Linked DNA regions of Nomascus leucogenys: region 2 is linked to region 1. Evidence: chromatin contacts called from public Hi-C data. All regions are on one chromosome and are shown on one strand. The core of a region is the stretch at or near the end of the contact, and the rest is flanking DNA. Distances in the headings are between cores, read along the strand shown. Region 1 holds the start of PTP4A3 (protein tyrosine phosphatase type IVA 3). Region 2 overlaps PTP4A3 (protein tyrosine phosphatase type IVA 3).

Evidence for each region. Hi-C and Micro-C count contacts between places; a contact is called where the count stands out from the background.
Region 2: a Hi-C map of a lymphoblastoid cell line shows a contact between it and region 1, with 3 times the contacts expected there. The contact joins the enhancer-like site here to the promoter of PTP4A3 in region 1. A contact is called at or near these places in 2 of 4 Hi-C or Micro-C datasets (a lymphoblastoid cell line and an unstated tissue).

What each region holds. Positions count from the first base shown.
Region 1 is chr16:93,386,349-93,390,234 of Asia_NLE_v1, reverse strand. It overlaps PTP4A3 (protein tyrosine phosphatase type IVA 3), which reads right to left and starts at 1,662. Exons shown (of 6, transcript XM_030795110.1): 1 at 1,578-1,662.
Region 2 is chr16:93,419,543-93,423,428 of Asia_NLE_v1, reverse strand. All of the region lies in intron 1 of PTP4A3 (protein tyrosine phosphatase type IVA 3), which reads right to left. Among named protein-coding and RNA genes, the nearest start is that of PTP4A3, 33 kb to the right of the region's middle. Within about 2 kb of position 2,053, the one cell type or tissue checked has an H3K27ac peak away from gene starts, as active enhancers do. A contact at or near this core is called in a lymphoblastoid cell line, where this site is marked.

The DNA of each region.
Region 1 (3,886 bases), core at 413-2,912:
CAGAGAGGAGCAGGCAGCTGGGGAAACTACCTGGAGGCTGCATCTCATCCCCGCCTGCATTTTCCCCCATCACGCCAACTGCCTGTGGGGGCCTGTCCAAAACCTACCCCACTCAGCCAGCCAGCCATGCCCCATCTCCAGGTCCAGCATTGGGCCTGGCACAGAGTAAGTGCTTGGCGAACCCATTGGGGGTGTTGAGGGGTGACAAACTTCCTAGCGGGGCTATTTGGAAACAGCCCAGGAATTCCTACACAGGGCAGCTTCTCCTCCTTAGTAACCACAGTGAGGGGGGCCGGCGTGGTGATGGGGAGACCCCCAATGCCTAATTCCACTCAGGTGACAGGCTTGGGGCCCCCCATTTACAGCAGCTCCAATGCCCCCGTTGCAGATGGGAACAACAAGGCTCTGCTTAGCCCTGCAGGCTAGGGGCTGCACCAGCTCCACCTTTCTGGGCCTCAGTCTCCTCATCTAAGAAATGGGGTTAACGAACTTCTTGGGAGGACTGCAGGAACTCTGTGAAGCACGGCTCTGCACAGGGCTGCCAGGAGGCTTCTGTCGGTGCAAGGTCACAGGCACCCTGTGTTCAGTGACCTCCTCTGGTCTGCAGCCGAGGACACTGCTCCATCCTGGGAGCAGGGCCCCCAGGGTCCACAGACTAGGTGAATGCCCAACACCCACCATCGTGTGCGGGGCACACCCCAGAGCCCGCAGGCAGAGGGGGGGGTGCAGCACGTGCCTTTCTGCCTTGGCTGAGGGTGCCCGGGCACACGCTGTGACCAGCTAGCCTGGACCTCACGCTGCCCTTGGAGCCGCTATCAGAGAGGGCCAGGGAAGCCTCCCTCATAAAGGGCTTCCCTCCGGGAACCGGCAGGGTGAAACTGCTCTGCCCACTTGGAGCTAAGCATGCCACCACCCCACCCCTGGGCCACCAGCTGCCCAGGGGCGTGTCAGGAGTCACCCGTTTAATTCCTGAGGCACGTGGATCAAGGCTGCTGACCTGATTCTACCGGGGTGTGCTTGGAGGGCTGAGGCGCCGCCCGAGTCCCAACACTAGTATGGTCTGAGGCGGACTCCACCCGGCCTGAGACCTGACGCTCTGCTTCCCCGTGACCTCCACTGACATGTACGACCTGCCCTGGAGGCACGGAAGGCTGTGGGGTTCCAGCCCCCCAAACTGTGCAGCTCAGGAAACTGAGCCGTGAATGGGGGCAGAGCCAGATCCTGGGCAGGACCCTGGGCAGGATGAACTCAGGGTAGGAGGTCTCCCGCGCACCCAGAAACGGGAGCGGGTCACTCCCTTCCAGCCATGGGTGTCCTGTGGCTCGCCTGGGGAAACAGCGGCCTCCCAAGGCTCGGCCCCGGCACGTGGCAGCCTCCAGGCCCACGTTCCCGCCGGATCGGCAGCCAGGCGCAGGGTCCCGGGACGCGCGGGCAGGGGGGAAGGCGGCGGCCCTCCCGGCTGCGCGGCCCCGAAGCCGTGCCCGGAGCGGGCGGCGGGCTCGCGCGCGGACGGCCCCCCACGCGCCTCCACAAAGCGCCGCGCGCCCCCGCCCCGAGCGGGCGCGGAGGAGACTGACCTGGCGGTCCAGGCGGCGCCGGCACCACGGGTGGAGGGCTCGGGACGCGCGCGCCCTCGCGCACAGGCGCGGCCGCGGCTCCACAGCCTTAGGGCGCGCGCCGGAGCCGCTGGGTCACGTGGGGGCACGGCCCAATGGGAGCGCTCCCCACGCCGCGGCCGCGCGCCCGCCGCCCCCCGAGGCCGTTCCTGGGCTGGGAGGAGGCGGCTGTGGCCGCGCGGGCGTCCTCGGAGGCTGACCTTGGCTCCTGTGCCTGGCGGGCGCCTAGGTCAGGTCGGCCTGGGGCAGGCGGGCGTCGGAGGGGCAGTTTTGAAGCCAGAGTGAGGAGGCAGAAGGCGGGATGCGGACGAGGCCAGGGAGTTCACGAAACTTCTGGAGTTCTCAGTTTCCCTCTAAGTCGACTACTGGCGCTGGGTCCCGTGCCGCCAGGTGGGCTGGCTGAGGGGATGGGCTGGGGCGACAAGACAGCAGTCACCCGGCCCGGGTACTTGGGGTCAGACCGGCTTCGAGGCCCCCGGACCCCCGTGTTATCAGGACGGGTAGGGAGCCCACGGGACACGCGGTGCTCAGTAGAGCGGGGAGGCCTGTGGATCGGGCCTGCCCAAGTGAGCTGCACCACCCCGTGCCTCCAGGCTGCGAGGCCCGCCCAGGGGAGGGCGGCATCTCAGCCTCTAGCTCTTGGGGACCTTGAGGACGTCCTGTTATGGGTCAGCCCTTCCTAGGGAGGCTTGTGGCTCCAGTTACTGGAAAAACCAGTGCTGGTTCACGCAGGAGGCCCCAGTACAGAGGGAAACAGAGGCAAGCTGGGGTCTGCCAGGGGGCCTCACCCACCCAGCCCTGTTCCATGCCAGTCCCTGGACCCTCGGCCCAGTCAGATGTTCAACTGCTCCAGCCCTGCCTCCACTTCCCTGAAAGATGCTCTTCCACCCATCCACCCTCAGCAGCCAGAGGGGCCCCAGGAAGATGGAAGTGAGAGCCGCCTTCCTCTGCAGAAGCCTCCAGGCAGCACCTCACTGGTGAAGGCCAGAGACCCTAAACTGTCCCAAGACCACCTGACCGGACTGCCTCCCTGCCACCTGGCTGCCAACCTCTCTCAGAGCGCCTGCAAGCTATTCCCCCAACCCAAAGTTTCCTTCCTAGCTAAGGGCCTTTGCACCTGCTGTTGCTTCTGCCTGGAAGTTCACCCCAGACTATCCCAGGGCCTCCGTCCTTCCCATTGCGTGGTCCCCATCAGCTGCTGCCGCCTCTGAGAGCTCAGCCTCCACTGGCCATCCTGTCTCTCAGCCCACTACACTGTCCACTCTGCCAGAAAGTCCCCCAATCAGTGACAACACAGGTCATGGTCCACACCTCACCTGGTTTGTCCCCAGTGCCCAGCATTTGGCACAGAGCAGGTGCGGTGCAAATCCTGGACAGGTGGGCAAGCTGACGGTGTCCAGAGGCCCCTGGTCCTTAAGGGCAGGGGTGAGGATGGCTCAGAGGACAGAACCTTGCAGATCCGTGTTCAAATCTGGGCTCATCAGCTCATTTAGTCCTCAGCCCATGTTGGGAGAGCTGGTGTTCTCCCTGTTTTGCTGATGAGACACAGAGAAGGTCAGCAACTCCCAAAGATTGCCCAGCAAGTTGGGAGTAAAGCTGGTGCGATTCCCACGTTTAGCCACTAAACAGGGTGTCCTGTACTTGGTGTGTTCAAGCAGAGATCCACACATGGGAAGGTCAAGGCAACATCCCTGGTGCTCCAGCTTTGAGGTCCTAGGAAAAAGGGGACCTCCCATTAAATGCTTCTATTGCCAGAAAGTTCAGCACCTGTAAAAGCAGCCCCTTCCCATTTCACTGTGGCTGCATTTTAATTCTTATTTTTTAAACGTTTAGCTTCAGGCCAGGCACAGTGACTCACACTGTAATCCCAGCACTTTGGGAGGCTGAGGCGGGAGTATCACTTGAGCCCAGGAGTTCAAGACCAGCCTAGGTAACATAGTGGGACCTTATCTCTACAAAAAATAAAAAATTAGCCAGGCATGGTGGCGTGCTGCTATAGTCCCAGCTTGGAGGTTGAGGTGGGAGGATCACCTGAGCCTAAGAGTTAAAGGCTAGAGTAAGCCCTGATCAACCCACCGCACCCCAGCCTAAGTGAAAGAGCGACAGCGTGTCTCAAAAAAGTAAAAAAAGCATTAATAAATAAATGTTTGGCTTCATCTAGTCTGAGCAGCACCAACACCCCTGCCTGTTTCATGCTATTTTCCTCCTCTCCTGCCCAAAATCTCAGAGAGGTTTCTATCCCAGCCACCCAAATTTGCTGGGGTGAGTGG
Region 2 (3,886 bases), core at 804-3,303, 33 kb before region 1:
CCCCATCTCTACTAAAAATAAAAATAAAAATAAATAGCCAGGCACAGTGGTGCATGCCTGTAATCCCAGCTACTCCGGAGGCTGAGGCAGGAGAATCACTTGAACCTGGGAGGCAGAGGTTGCAGTGAGCCGAGATCGCTCCATTGCCCTCTAGCCTGGGCAACAAGAGCAAAACTTCGTCTCAAAAAAAAAAAAGGCAGTGCGGTGGGACGCCCAGAAGGAGGTAAAGGTGGAGACAAGGATCCTGTCCCCGGTCCCGCCAGCCCCCACCTTGCCCAGCTGGAGGGAGCACAGGCTCTGAGTGTGGGTGAGGGAAGCCACCGTCTGCTAACAGCACACAAACACCTGGGTCCCTCCTGGGGCAGCAGGACGTCCCTGTGTGTGTGCACGCGGGAGCCGAGCTCATGTTTACAGAAAGAAAGGAGGAAAAGCACCGGAGAAGCCACAGTATTGGGCCTCTCCCTGAGGGGCTGACCAACCCCTCAAACCCACAGCTGCCAGGGACCCGGAAAGACCCCACAGGCACCAGCACGCAGCCTGGACCTGCTGCCTAGTGGCCCTGGACAGGTCCTCAGGGCTGCAGGCTATTGGGAGGGAGGAGGCTCTGAACCACCCCACACTACCCCCCACTGAAGGCCTAAGGATGCCACACATCTGCCGGAATCAGGGGGTTAGCCTGGGCTACGCTCAGGGGTCACAGCCCAGGCTAGAATGGGGTCGGGGTCCAGGGAGAGGCTGGACCAGGCTCGGCTGGGGTCTTGCCACACACCCCACTTGTCTCTGCAGCCTAGAGCCCCTACCCCCGCCCCAGGTGAGAGCAAAGCAATGATGTCCCGGCACCACTGTGTGGCTCTGCCCTGCCTGGTGGCTGTCCCCCAAGGGAGAACATCCCTCCCTAACCGCACGCCCCCAGTGAGGTCACCGGGTAGGGCCCTGAGAGCAAGGGTTAAGGATCCCCAGGGATGGGCACTAAGAACTCCCTGAAGCCGAAGCCTCAGGCTTCCCATCTGCGAAATGGCGACAGGTTGCTCCTGCCTCCCTGTGTCGTGAGCCGCTACCATCCCCACCAAGCCGCCGCCCACAGCACGAGGACCCACTGGCAGCCGTGGCCCCTCCTTCCCTCCTGCTACCAAGCCCTGCAGAACCCTTCCCAAGATCTGGCTCAGCCTCCTCGCACCAGCAGGCCCAGAGCCCTCAGCTATTTCTCAAGACCCTTTAAGGGAGAGTCCATCCTTGTCCCTGTTTGCGAGATGAGGAAACAAGCCAGGAAGAGGGGAGGACATTCTCCACCAGGGCCACACCAGGTGTCCAGTTAACTGGGTTCTCTCTGGCTCAAGTCTAGGAGGCAGGAACAGCACGGAACCCCCGTACAGAAAATGAAATCGAGGTTCAGGGAGGCCACCGCCCTCCTTCCCGATGACACAGCAGGTGAAAAAGTTTGAATCCAGCCCCCACTTCAGAGAGGGCCCCCCCACTGTGATTTGGGGGGATGAGGCTGGAGGCCCGGGGCTCAGTGGGTCTCAGGAAAAGTAAGGCTGCGCCGCAGTCAGGGCTGAGGTGGGCGCTCTGGGGAGTCCCGGGGAACCAGACGCGGGTGGGGTCGTGGTAAGGGGCGCGGCTCCCGCCCAGCCCTCCAGAGGGCGCCACCTCCTCCCCGGCGGGGCTGGGGTCCCGGAAGGCCTGGGTCCGCAGCGTCCCCACCTGCCAGGCTCACCCGCGCCGCAGGCGTCCCGCCGCCTCCATACGCGCCGGCCGGGCGGTGCCCACGGTGCTGGGCCTGGGTCGGGGCGCCACCCCTCCGCCGCGGAGCCGGCTCCAAGCGCTGCCGCCACCGCCGCCTGCGGCTATTTATAGCGCCCGGGCGTCACGTGGGGGGCGTGACCGGCTGGCGACCCGGCTGCCGGGGGCTCCCACACCTGCCGCCTAAATATAGCCGCGCCCTGCCCGGGAAACAAAGGGGCCGCGCAGGGCGGGCGCGGGGAAGAGGAAGCCCGGCCAGGAAAGGGAAGTGCGGGGCGCGGCGAGGGCCGGGGGCGCTGCCGCCCGGGTCCCCTCCTTCCTCCCGCCGGCCGGCCGGCCCAGCGCCCTCTCCCGGTGCGCGCCATCCCTAGAACCTCGGAGCTCCCCCTGGCCCCCTCATGGGGCTGCACGGGCCTGTGGGCTGGGGGTCCAGAGGGCAGGAGCCGCCGGGCCGCGCTCCTGGTAGGGAGGCCTGGAAGGAGCGCGCCCAGCTTTGGAAATGGAAATGCGGCCCCGCTGTGCAGGTGCTGTCCTGCACCCTGAGGAGGAGGGCGCCCGAGTCCCTCCAGTTCAGACCCCCTGCCCAGCTCACTAGCCCCACCGCCCGGGCACTCCTCCATGTATTTACTCAGCACCCACCGTGTGCCAGACACTGCTGTCCCCTCACTTAATCCTCACGATCCAGCTGTGGCTGGCTACGCTGGTCTCCCCTAGCGTACTGGTGAGGAAACTGAGGCACTGAAACGAGGAACACACTCAGGTAACACCGGCAGGCAGGATTCAGCCAGGCGGCGGGCTCCACAAACTCCGAGGCTCGGCACTGATGCCCCGTCTTCCAGGAAGCCCTCCCAGACCCTCTCAAGCAAACACCTCCCTGCGACTCCTGGCTCTGCCTCCCGGGAGCACTGTGCCGGGAACTCGTGTGCTCCCCAGACTAAGAGCCCCAGGGGTGCAGCTGGCATCACCGCCCACTCTGTGCCCACCCTGGCCACCCAGGGCCCTCAGAGCAGGGTGGAGGCGCACGGGTGGCACCCCCAGCACGGGGTCCCTGGAGGTGTGGCCTTGCTTGCAGCTCTCAAAACAACCTGGTCCCTGCAATCTGAGGTCATCAAGGGGCCCAGCTGAGAGCACGACCCCCCCTCCCACCGCCAGGCTCTCCCCACCCACACTTCCAGACAGCATCACCATCAGCCTGGCCCAGCTGTGCTGGCAACCCTCGCCTCCTCCCACCTCCAGGTGGGCAAGCAGGCAGGCGAGCCGAGGACAGGAGGGCTGTGACCAGTCTGAAGGGCCCCATGGGAGCCCCCAACCAAGGGCGCACCAAGCCAGGTAGCCTTGCCTGCCAGCTCATGGACCCCCAAGGGTGTGAGCTCCTTGGCAAGGACACCCACCCACGTGGGTGCACCCAGCACCACAGGGAGATGCTAGGCTGTGACTCCTGCCCAGTGCTCTCAGCTCACCACTTCCAGCAGCGTCTCCCTGAAGGTCCAAGACAGGAATGGGTCAGCTTCAGGGACTCTACCCCACCAATCTCCAACCTCAGCCACTTTCTAAGGATACCAGGCTAGATACTGCATTCCACAAGCAAGGCACTAACACCTGCCACACTGCACTGACAAACCATAACAGCTCAGAGAAGCTGAGCAACCCTTCTGAGTCACACAGCCAGAAGGCAGAGGAACCACATTTGGAGCTGGGTCTTGCAGCCCCCCAGAGACCCTGCTTATCCCAACCCTAGCCCTCTGGGAGAAAGGACCTCTGGGGTAAGCTGCTCCTGCCACCCCAGCCTCAGTTTTCTTATCCATAAAAGGGGTCTCAGAGTGAAAGTTCCCATGAAGCTCTGTGATGCCACAACCAGACAGAGCCCATCATGCCTCTGGGGCTACAAAGGTGGACCCCAGCATCCTCATCACCCCCACCCGGGCTCCACCCCCTTGCCTGGGGCCCTCTGGCTGGGCCTGGGGGGCACCTGCTGCAGCTGGCACAGCCCCAGGCCTTTCGGAGAAGTCTATTTATATCTGGGCAGGAGCCGTTCCTGGAATCCTCCCAGAGTAGGCCCAAGTCCGCCCATTTCTAGGGGGGCCAGGAGGGGAGACCCAAGCAGGACAGCCCACGCTTGATGCACTAGGACGCCTTCCCAGAGTCC